Linked DNA regions of Mus musculus: region 2 is linked to region 1. The links are chromatin contacts, called in public HiChIP or PLAC-seq maps. All regions are on one chromosome and are shown on one strand. Each heading gives the region's core, a stretch centred on a gene start, on an enhancer-like site or on the middle of the called end of the contact. The rest is flanking DNA. Distances are from core to core; before and after follow the strand shown. Region 1 holds the start of Brwd3 (bromodomain and WD repeat domain containing 3). Region 2 has its middle 22 kb from the start of Sh3bgrl.

Region 1 (5,918 bases), core at 2,802-5,301:
TTATGTGAAAAAGCAAGGGTAGGTACACTGTTTATCACCTATTATATATAGTCAAACATAATAAAAAAGTCCTCTGAATATAAAAACGTGAAATGTATAAGACAGGTCTTCAAATGTAGTTTGTACACAAGACCGTCAGTTCCATCACACACAAGTGTGTGTGTGTGTGTGTGTGTGTGTGTGTGTGTGAGTGAGAGAGAGAAAGAGAGAGAGAGAGAAAATGTAGCCAAGCACATGGTGGCATGTGCCTGCTAGGAAGGCTGGGGAATAGGTAACATTGACTTTAAAGCTCCCAGAGAATCACAAACTCTTCACAGAAAATTGCAAATTCAAAGCAAGCCTTGGCTAAATTATAAAACCTTGTATAATAATACCAACCCAAGAAAGAAAGGAAGAAAGGAAGAAAGGAAGAAAGAAAGAAAGAAAGAAAGAAAGAAAGAAAGAAGGAAAGAAAGATCCATAAGGTGGGTCATACCTAAAATCTCAGAATTTCGCAGGCTGACGCATGAGGTTGCTTAGAGCTTGAGGCAAGCCTAGACTACATCATGAGCTCCAGGTCAGCCTACACAATAGTATGTGACTGTCTCAAACACAGTAACAAAACAAAAAACACATGATACAGTAAATCAAGCCCACATAAATGGATGAGTGTATTAATAATAATTAATAAATAATTGTTAAGGTTTAAGTCTTACTGCTAATAAGAAAAAGTCTATTTAAATCAATTCAAGACTACTATCACATATTAAAACCATTTTAAATAATTTTAAAACTATAAACCCTCACACTTTCTTTTGCATTAAATATTAGTACAAACTTCTGGAGAGTGATGTTCAATATGTGACAAAAGCTTGAAAACTCAAGAGCTACTTTGACCTTATTCATAAATCCATGAGACTTTTGGAGAAGGCAACAGAAAAAGAGCCCCTCCCCTAATTATGCAAAAATATTAGTGAAAAGGTAAAAATATTAGTGAAAAGGTTAAAATATTAGTGAAAAGGTAAAAAAAAAAATTAGTGAAAAGGTAAAGGTCATTGCTCAAATGACCAATTGGAAATTAAGACAAATCATAATACTTAAAACACAACTAATTCTTTTTCTTACCATTACCATGATGGATATTCAAAGAACAATAGTCATACAAAAGTACTGTCAGAAAAATATAAAGCAAAGGATGGATGCTGATAATAACTGTGTAAAGATTTGCCTTTACTGTTTAAGAAAAATGACTAGAAAACCACCTTTTAAAGTGTGTGGTAAGGAGACCATTTTTAATTACTCAATTTTCTATCAAGTTCATTTTTAAGTTTCCTTTTCTCATTTGCTTAAAAATGATCTACCTGCCTATCCATATATAAGCTGGAAAAGGAAAAAAGTACACAAAATCATTTCTCATACACCCAGATATTAAAACTATGTTCAAACAGCTATCAGTAGTTTGATACTAAAACATGTATTAGTGAATACTTCGAATTTACCTTCTGTGATACAAGTAGGATTTATGTCTAACAACAACAGAAAGAAGAAAAACAAAACTTCAGGCTGAAAATTAAAAGTAGTAACAGGTATTCAAAAATAATTTGTACCCATCTGAGAAATTATTACCATTAATAATACTGGTGGTGGCATTCACTCTTATTACAATTAAACCATTTTTGGATTTGCAAGATATTAGGGAAAACTCAGTAGCTTCTGTAATAATGTGGCTTCACTCTTATAATACTCAAAGTTTTCAAAATTAACATCACAGCAATTTAACTGTTTTCTACTGACAAGCAAACTTTCAATTATTTTCTTTTTATTTAGTCTGCCTTAGTCTACTACTCTTCCAACTTTGTGTCCACTTTGTATGCTTTTCCTCATTTGGATCTTATTTGGAGGAAAGAGAGTTCAATTTAGGTTTTATTATCACTCCTTTCATCATACAACTCTGTAGCTAAGAGTAGAATCTCTTTCCCCACATATAAAAGATCATCTTTTTGTCTCAGTGCAGAGCAGAAAGTGCACTTACATTGCAAATTATATTTATGGAAAAAACAAGAGTCAATTCAAGACTTAACTAAAGTATATTCTCTTTTTTAAAAATGTCCATTGTCTCCTAATCCCAAAATCCTGTTCACCTATTCCCAAAAAGGTCATAATACATATTTCTTCTTTAGTGAAAACATATTTGCACAAATGCAGTTTACTGATGAATTAATTAGCTATTTTTTAAGATTAGAAATATATAACAATGTTTTTATTCAGTAACCCATTATCTAAAGATGAACAATCTTGGAATTCACTCAGTAGTCCTCAGTATTTTTATTTATGTAGTTTTTCTCACTTATGAGTCAGTTCCCCTTCTGAATTCCTTCTCCCCTCCACTCTAAAAAGAAAAAAAAAGAAAGAAAGAAAAAGGAGAAAGAGAGAGAGAGAGAGAGAGAGAGAGAGAGAGAGAGAGAGAGAGAGCTAGAAAAAAAAAAAAACACCCAAGCCTGGCCTCAGTTCCCGTATTTCAAGCCAGGACCAACCAGAAACCAGTTTTCTTCCACTAATCCGGAACTCCGGGCTGTTACCAACGCTGTCATTGGCCAGCGTCAGTCCTTGGTACGTGCCCCAAGATAACCCCCTGGTTTCTGTCCCTTATCCCCCTACAATGGGCCTTCTCCGCTGTTTGTAACACAGTCCTAAAGCACAACACAGCACCTCTGAAAACCAACTCACATTCTTCAAAGTTTTGGGGTGAAAATAAGCAAGGCTAGAGCAGGGCAAGGTACCCTTTCCGACACGCTGGGAGGGGGAAGGGGCAGTCCTTCGAACACCGAACAGCAGGCTCGGGGAGCTCTAAGGGCTGAAGGGCCAGGGGCGGTTGGGGGCACAAGGTGGGGAGGGAGTGGAAAAAGAGTTGGGCTAAGTTGAAACGAAAAGTTTACTAACCAGATCCTCGAAGCTTCTTCGGTGCTCTTTCCCTTCCCAGTCTAAGCGGCGCGGAATCAGCTGGGGGCCGGAGGAAAAGAAAAGGGGGGGGGGTGAAGGAAAAGCCTCTGCTCCCCAGCAGCAGCACCCAGCCTGGAGCCTAATCCTAGACCCTTTAACATTTTCATTTCTCCAGTCCCGACAGCTACTGCCGCTGTGCCGGGGGTTGGGGGTGGGGGGGGGCAGGCCAAAGGGAAGGAAATCCTGAAAAAACACCTCCCGCAGGAATAAAAGGCAGCGAGTTTAGACCCCTGCGTTGTCCGCCCCTTCTAAGCAAAGAACCCGATTTACCCCAAGTGACAACAGCCCCAAGTGTCCAGCTCGAAGGCTCCCTCCGGGCCCCTGCCCTCGGCCCCTGACCTACCTTACCCTTCCTCCAGGTTCTCCCCAGCCCTCCCCACCTCTTCCCAAAAGGGGTCCATACCTGATGCTCTTCGAGCTCTTGCACTAGCACCTGGGGAAGAGGGACACAGGGATGTGAAAGCAGATTGGGGCGCCAACCCATTCCTCCCTCCCCACTTCCAACACAGCCGCTGACTGTAGGAGTAATCGCGGCCGGCCTTTCCCTCACCCTCCAACTGCACTGCTCACCCAGTGCCTCAATTTCCCCAATGGGACCATTCCCCAACACTCCCAGATATCCTTTCCCTCTCACCTGAGCGGATTTGTTACAGGGTCCGGACTGCAAGAACCTTGCGATCAGGTAATACAGCTCTAAAGAAGGGGTTGGGGGTGGGGGGAGACGTTGAGAGAGAGGCAAGGAAAAGAGATACAAGCTTTTTAAAAAAAATCTGACAGCAGTCGCGCAAAGCCCCCATCCCTTTTGCCCCCGGCTCAGCTACCCACCGGCTTCGATCTGGGTAGGTGCCGCCGCCATCCTTTTCCCGAGGGGGTTTGGGGGCTTCGCTCAGGAGGGCTGGCGGGGGCGGGTGGGGGCGCTGCCTCTATTGTGGTGAAGCCCCCATGCTTGGGAGTCCCGCCGCTTCCGCCGCACTCTTCGTCCCAGTTTCGGTCTCTCTCGGATTCATCGCATCACGTTTCGACCCATAGATATTCTAGCCCAAGAGCTGAGGAGGCGGAGGAGGAAGGAGAGCAAGAGAGAAGGAGAGGGAGGAGCTGAAGTCGCCGAGGGGTGGGCGGGGGGAGAGGGGTGGGCGGGGGGAAAGGGGTGGAGCCATAGAAAGAAGGAGGGGGGAAAAGGGAAGGGAGCCGCTTGCAAAGCTCCAGGCTGGCCGCCAGAGGCACTAAGGCGGCCGCCTAGTTCCAGCAGCTAAGCCGGCCTGGGGTTGCCTAGTTACTGCCCAGAGAACAAGGAAGAGGTTCTAAATGCAGGCAGACGCTCTGGCAATCTTCGTCAAACTCTGTGGTGGCGTTGGCGTCCTAGAGCTCCGGAGTTGCTTACCCTTCCTGTAAGGGCAATCGGACCCTTTCCGGTGAGGGAACCTCTCTCCAGACATGATCAAGAGAAACTGGCGAGGGACTGACATGATCTAGCTTACCTTGGGTCACCGAACGGATTTGGTTTGTTTGTTCTTTCTCTACCCCAAGAAAAAGTCGCTAGCTACTGCAAGGTTTTGTTTTCAAACAAGGAACAGCATGCCAAAAGAAAGTGCTGCGCCTACCTGATGAGCAAGGGAATAATATTCTTCTAGAAAACTTCTTGTAGTAGTATCAAGTCTCCCCTTGATTCTGATAAACATTGCGCGCGAAGTTTACACTTTAAGGAGGAGGCCGTTTCCCCCTTCTGAAAAGGTCAACAAGCTCTTTCTTCTCAATTCCTGTAGGATAAGTTGGAACGCTGTTTTGAAATTCTGCCAAAACGTTTTTAAAGTTCTTAACTATTCATTGAAATTTGGATAGAAATGATAGTTTGGTTTGGTTTGTCTTTGAAGTGATATTCTCTGACTTGCTGTCACTATGTATCTATCCAAGGCTCCCCTGGAATTCCATGTCAATCTTCCTGCCTCAGCTTCCCTAGTGCTCATGTGGCAGGCATGTGTCGCCACTCCGGTTGACAAAAAGTCTTTTTTCCACTACCTTGAGACTACAATTGTTTTCATGTATAACTTTAACTCTTAGCACAGCGCTGATTTGATCAAAGGATTTGTATAATAATTGACAGTTTGAGGAAACTGGTTCACTTCCCCAATTTCTCTTAGCATCCCGTTCTCAGGATGTTACTTTGAACAGAATTCATAGAAACAAAACATGATGGGAAAACAAGTACTATTTGAATTGTGTACATTATTTGCTTTGAAATACTCAAATTTGAAGGTTCACATTAATGTATGGCTATAGTGGGAGTTTGGTTTTCAGACTCAGGGAGCTCGGTGATTAAACCACATTGGGCATAGAATTAAATTTAATTCAATTCATAAACTTAACATATCCTTAGCAATTCATTCTGCCAATTTCTTTTATTGAGTAATTAATAACAACATAAGAGTAAAATGCTATGGTTATCTTTGGTATAATCAGTATCTGAAAGAAGTAGATAAAAGAAATATAAAACCTCAGGACAAAATTGTGAGGTGCTTACTGAAATAGTAATTTTTATAGTTCAAGATAATATAATTAACAGCTAACCTTTACCAAGTCATTACTACATATTTTGCCTGCTGTAACTCATTTAATCCTTAACAGTGACCTAGGAGACAGTTTATATTTTTCTCTACCATACTAATATTAAAAATTACTACTAGCCAGGTGTGGTGGCACACGCCTTTAATCCCAGCACTAGGGAGGCAGAGGCAGGCAGATTTCTGAGTTCAAGGCCAGCCTGGTCTACAGAGTGAGTTCCAGGACAGCCAGAGCTACACAGAGAAACCCTGTCTCTAAAAAACAAAAACTAAAACAAAACAAAACAAAAAAACCACCTGCTATATGACTTCAAAGCACTTACATGCTATTGTTTTTCTTATATGTAAATGATAATAAATAATATTCACTGTGTTTGCTAA
Region 2 (5,924 bases), core at 1,932-4,431, 240 kb after region 1:
GGGGCCCCAGATACAATGGCACTAATGTTCCCTGGCTGAATTCCTGACTCATGAAGGATGAAAGTAAAATTATTGTTTCATGTTCCTAACTTTTAGAGTTGCTAGATACACAATTACAAAAAGAAAAATGAATATTTTAGATGAAAAACCAAAACAAATGGTAGGGAAATTAAAACAAATGGAAGGAGTAATATTAGAAATGTCAGTTTTCAGGAAAAAAATGAATATAAGTAAAAGTACAGAATATATGTGATAAATTATTAATATGCATTTAGAAAAGTGTTAATTAAAGGTCAGCATTCAAAAGTCAATTGTATTTTTATACTGAAGTTTTACATTCTAATTTTGTAAAATGACAAAGATATTAGACATTTGAAGAAGATTAAAGTATGAGCACTTGCTGTATCAGATGTCAAAATATGTAAATTTATTGTATTTAAGATAGCATGGTAATGGCACAAGAGTAGGCAGGCAAACAGAGCAGAATACAGAGACCTGAAACAGAGCTAAACATGTATAATCATTTGCTTTTTGACATAAAGCTATTACAAATGCAGTGGGGGGAAGGGGATTTTTAAAAAATGTACAAGTTCCAGATTAATTATATTCCCATTTTTAAAAAGGCTTGAAAACTTATACCCCAAACTATTCAAGTTATATTTTAGACATAAATGTAAGGAGCTTTTATAGATGAATATGAAAATATCTTCAAGTCTTTGGGATCTAAACAGTCATTGTTTACAATTCACAAAAAGTACAAACTCTTATCTGTCTGTCCGTCTGTCTGTCTGTCTGTCTGTCTGTCTCTGTGTATGTGTGTGTGTGTGTGTGTAATATAATGAACTTAAAATTAACGACAATAGTTCACAAAAATTACACCATTTTAAAAGGGCCTTTTGAGGGTAGCATGAAACCTAATATAACAGAAAACTGTGATGGCTTGTATATGCTTAGGCCAGGCGTTGGCACTATTGGAGGTGTGGCCTTGGAGTAGGTGTGTCACTGTGGGTGTGGGCTTTAAGATCCTAGCTACTATCTGGTTGGAAGTCAGTAGTGTGCTAACAGCCTTCAGATGAAGATGTAGAACTCTCAACTCCTCCCGTACCAAGTCTGCCTGGATGCTGCCATGTTCCCACCTTGATAATAGACCAAACATCTGAATCTGTAAGCCAGCCCCAATTAAATGTTGTCCTTATAATATTTGCCTTGGTCATGGTGTCTGTTCACAGTAGTAAAACCCTAACTATGACAGTAACTGTCTTAGTCAGAGTTTCTTTTCCTGCACAAACATCACGACCAAGAAGCAAGTTGGGGAGGAAAGGGTTTATTCAGAACTGGAACTTAAGCAGGTCAGGAAGCAGTAGCTGATGCAGAGGCCATGGAGGGATGTTCCTTACTGGCTTGCTTCCCCTGGCTTGCTCAGCCTGCTCTCTTATAGAACCCAAGACCACCAGTCCAGGGATGACACCACCCACAATGGGCCCTCCACCCTTGATCTCTAATTGAGAAAAAGCCTTACAGCTGGATCTCATGGAGTTATTTCCTCAACTGAAGCTCCTTTCTCTGTGATAACTCCAGCCTGTATCAAGTTGACACACAAAACCAGCCAGTACACACCCCTCAGAGTATACACCTCAAAGTGCATATACCCCACAGTGGACACATCCCACTCCTGGTACCAGCTACTGGTACCTGTATTAGTCAGAGTTCTCTAGAGTCACAGAACTTATGGGTAGTCTCTATATAGTAAGGGAATTTGTTGATGACTTTCACTCTGTAGTCCAACTCCCCAACAATAATCAACAGCAGCTGTGAATGGAAGTCCAAGGATCTAGCAGTTGCTTAGTCCTACATGGCAAGTAGGAGAAGAAGAGAGAATAAATCTTCCCTCTTCCAATGTCCTTATGTAGGTATCCAGCAGAAGGTGTGGCCAGATTAAAGGTGTGTGCCACCAAGCCTGGATCTGGGGTTTGCTTTGTCCCAGATGAGCTTGAACTCAGAAATCTCCTTGTCTTAATCTTCTGGAATTCATAGCCACTATGCCTCAAGTTCTCCTTACCAAAATCCAGGTCAGAAACTTGTATCTCCCAGCCTCCAGATTAGGATCACAGGTGAGCCTTCCAATTCTGGATTGTAGTTCATTTCAGATATATTCAAGTTGACAACCAGGAATAGCCACTACAGTTACATATATTATATATAATTTATATATGTCATATAGTATATATTGTATATGTGAAATTTATAATATATAACGAAGGTGTGTTAAATGAAATTGCCAAAACATAGGAGAGTCAGAGCCCTACCTGGCTATCTTTTGTCATCAAATGACGCTTCAATTCCACTTACTGGATTACATCTAATGTAGTTGGTCAAAGATTAAGGGGGGCTAAAGGGGGCCCATGGAAAGTGCCAAACCACCCAGGCTGTTGCCAAGATTATAGGTTGTTCTGTACAAACTGACAGCAAGACCTCATTGCTGAAGACAGTACCTCCACAACTCATTGAACATGGAGAAGATGAGCTGGTGCCTATATAGAGCCTCACCTTACATTCTAGCATTTTTGGTGCTCTACACATTACCAAAAGAGAAACAAACACCAACCCAGCCACAAAAGCTTTGACAATAGTGTCCTGACTGCAAGATAGGCTAGTGGCACAAAGCTTTTGAGAAAGGCTAAACATGCTTTATGATTTCTATCCCCTACACTTCGTGGGAATGGGACCAAACACTAGAGATTAGATAACCCAGGAATCAAGTGTAAAGTCAAAACTAAATACTACTGCTCTTTTAAAAATTTATTTATTTTATTTATATGAGTACACTGTAGCTGTGTTCAGACACACCAGAAGAGGGCATCAGAACCCATTACAGAAGGTTCTGAAGCCACCACGTGGCTTCTGAGAATTGAACTCAAGACCTCTGGAAAAATAGTCAGTGCTCTTAAGCACTGAGCCGTATCTCCAGTCCAATACTACTGCTCTTAAAAAACGCAATAAAATGATTCCTAATGACATTAAGTTATACTCATAGATGAGTGCCGTTTTCAGAGAAACTTCCTCATGCAGCAGATGGGAACAAGTATGACGACCTATAGCCAGACATTGTGCAGAGTGAGACACCTTGGAACAATCAGCAGTAAACAGGATGTATTCAAATTCTTCCCTCAGGCCTCAGGGAACCCTAGCGAAGAGGAAGTAGAAAGTAGGAGCCAGAGGGGATGGAGGACACCTGGAGAAAGAGGCCCTCTAAATCAGCATGATGGAAGCTCATAGGAATGCAGAAACCGAAGCAGCAAATAGTCTACAGCAGGCCTTTTGCATATATATGTCATGGTTCACAGTTTAGTGTTCTGTTTCCTGAGTGTGAGAACAAGTAGATCTGTTTCTTGTGCCTCTTTTTCTTCTGATTGTCTGGGTCTTTTTGGATTAGTTTTTTGTATATTATATTGTATTTATTATTATTTATTAGAAGCTTGTTTGTTTTCTAATGAGAGACAGAAAGGGGGGCAGGAGGTGGGGACAAACTGGGAGAGGGACAGGAAACTGTAAGTAAGATATATTATGTGATAAAAAATATTTTTTCTTTTTTTATTAGATATTTTCTTTATTTACATTTCAAATGCTATCCCAAATGCCCCCCCTCCCCTCCTCCCCCCCACTCTCCTACTCACTCACTCCTGCTTCTTGGCCCTGGCGTTCCCCTGTACTGGGGCATATAAAGTTTGCAAGACCAAGGGGCCTCTCTTCCCAATGATGGCCGACTAGGCCATCTTCTGTTACATATGCAGCTAGAGACATGAGCTCTGGGGGTATTGGTTAAGCAGTACTCCCAGAACAATATGAAAAATCAATTTTTAATAAAAGGAAAAAAGCAGATTGTTTTTTAAAACCCAAGATACTCACGCTACTGTACATTATCTAAAAGTTCTTGGGAAAGTACCTTAACATTGAAAGTTTGCTTCTGGAACCCAGATGATATGGGTATTAATAGTGTATACTTCATTTAACTGTGGCAATTATGTAAGTAAATGCATACAAAAGATTTGCTATTATGAAAATAATTATCATGTCTACTCAGTTCTAAAATATATAATGAGTGCTGTATATTAGAAATACACTCAAATGATTGTACAAATTGGTTTATGTGTTTTTTTTTCTTAGTAAATTTTATTATATCTTATATTTTGGCCACAGAGTTTATTGCTGAACAGATGATGGAAAATCACATTCAACACTATAAACAGCTTTTACTTAATGAGATCATATCAATACATAAGTGTGTTACTTACAGAATCATTAAAAAGAAGTTATGTGTTGACTGTACACTACATTACTGCCTTGCTAAAAGCAATAACATGCATGATCTAATAGCTTTATCATTTTAGGAGTTGGGTAATATTATTATGACCATTCTGCACAAAAAGTAGAAGCTGAATTTTATAATAATTAAATCTAGTCCAAAGTCATAAGACAATCTCTAGATCCATGAACTTGATCATTACACTGACAATCTGTAAAATGTGTTTGGGAGAGTCTTGGGAAAGACTAAATATGAATTATGCTATTTAGAAAATAGAATTTTTCTCAAGGCACCAAGACTCTTAATTAGTACTATTGGGAGGAGAAATCAGGAAAATATGAAAATTATTATAACTGAAAATTTATCAACTTCCTTTACCATAAATCAAAATTTTTTGTTTTGTCTTGTTTTTGGAAAATCACAAAATTCTGTAATAGTAACTTGTGCTGGCTAGCCTTATATTAACTTGACACAAGCTAGAGTTATCTGAAAGGAGGGAAACTCAATTGAGAAAAATGTCTTTGTGAGATCAGGTGGTAAGGCATTTTCTTAATTAGTGATTGAGGTGGGAGGGCCGAGCCCATTTTGGGTGGTGCCTCATCTGGACTGGTGGTCCTGTGTTCTATAAGAATGGAGGCTGAGCAAGCCTTGGGAAGCAAGCCAACAATCAGCACCACTCTAGGGCCTGTGAGTCAGCCCCTGCCTCCAGGTCCCTGCTCTGTTTGAGTTCCTGTCTTGACTTCCTTTGATGATGAACAGAAATTTGGAGTATAAGCCAAATCAACCCTTTCCTTCCCAGCTTGTCCTTTCTTCATAGTGTTTCACTACAGCAACAGAAGCCCTAAGACATAACAAAATAAAATATAAAATAAAACCTCAAAAAAAATCTATAAAGTGTATAGGAGGATAGGGGAGGGGAGTCACACCAGACTCTTTGGAAGAAATAAAACCTAAACTACTATCATTCTCCAGCACAGTGTTATTTAATCTGTTCTTATGGTAACTGAATTAACCTTTTCCTCCTGTGGAACCAATGGCACTGATGAAAGAGGATTGCACCAATAGCTTTTTGATCTAAGTATCAGATTTTTTTTCCCCTCCAAGTATCAGAATGTTTTGAAAACGGTTGTTGATTTTGCCAGTAATCCTATTATTTGATGAAACCCTCAATTATAAGTGCTCTGGTACAATGGATGACAGAACATTCTATCCTGTTGAAATTCTGTGGAGAGCTGGTTAAAAAAAAAAAAAAAAAAAAAAAAAAAAATTCTCGAAAAGTCTCTGCTTTCCTAGGTGCCAGACGTTTTTCTTCTATGAGCCAGTGGTGCCCTCTAGTGATTGTACCAATAAACCACAATTTGTATGTGGCCAGAACCCTGAACCCAATACTTATCTGGAAGTGTCCTAAGGTTGCTTTCTTCTCTTGCACATCACTTCATCCCAGGTGAGGAATAAAAGCGAAAAGTTACTCAGCAAAACATTGTATGTTAATTCATCTGAGCTCTACTGCTGATATTCTCATTTTCTTTATATTTGGCAAGAAGGAAAGGAAGTCCACCAAAATGCAGTGTGTGTGTATGTCTGTATGTGTGTGTGTGTGTGTGTGTGTGTGTGTGTGTGT

The links. HiChIP or PLAC-seq counts read pairs in DNA pulled down with a chosen protein or histone mark.
Region 2: an H3K27ac HiChIP or PLAC-seq map of trophoblast stem cells shows a contact between it and region 1, with 7 times the contacts expected there. The contact joins the enhancer-like site here to the promoter of Brwd3 in region 1. A contact is called at or near these places in 3 of 39 promoter capture datasets (cranial neural crest and liver), 5 of 484 Hi-C or Micro-C datasets (CD8 T cells, brown adipocytes, embryonic fibroblasts and 2 more), 4 of 115 datasets of contacts at active chromatin or transcription factors (bone marrow-derived macrophages, large pre-B cells, stem cell-derived neural progenitor cells and 1 more) and 1 of 9 other capture datasets (adipose tissue).

What each region holds. Positions count from the first base shown.
Region 1 is chrX:108,830,295-108,836,212 of GRCm38.p6, forward strand. It overlaps Brwd3 (bromodomain and WD repeat domain containing 3), which reads right to left and starts at 4,052. Exons shown (of 41, transcript NM_001081477.2): 1 at 3,805-4,052; 2 at 3,614-3,672; 3 at 3,383-3,412; 4 at 2,920-2,979. The coding sequence starts at 3,835. 2810403D21Rik (RIKEN cDNA 2810403D21 gene) reads left to right here and starts at 4,184. Exons shown (of 5, transcript NR_015493.2): 1 at 4,184-4,391.
Region 2 is chrX:109,070,925-109,076,848 of GRCm38.p6, forward strand. No RefSeq gene overlaps it. Among named protein-coding and RNA genes, the nearest start is that of Sh3bgrl, 22 kb to the right of the region's middle. Within about 2 kb of position 3,182, at least 5 of the 459 cell types and tissues checked have an H3K27ac peak or open chromatin away from gene starts, as enhancers often do. A contact at or near this core is called in trophoblast stem cells, where this site is marked.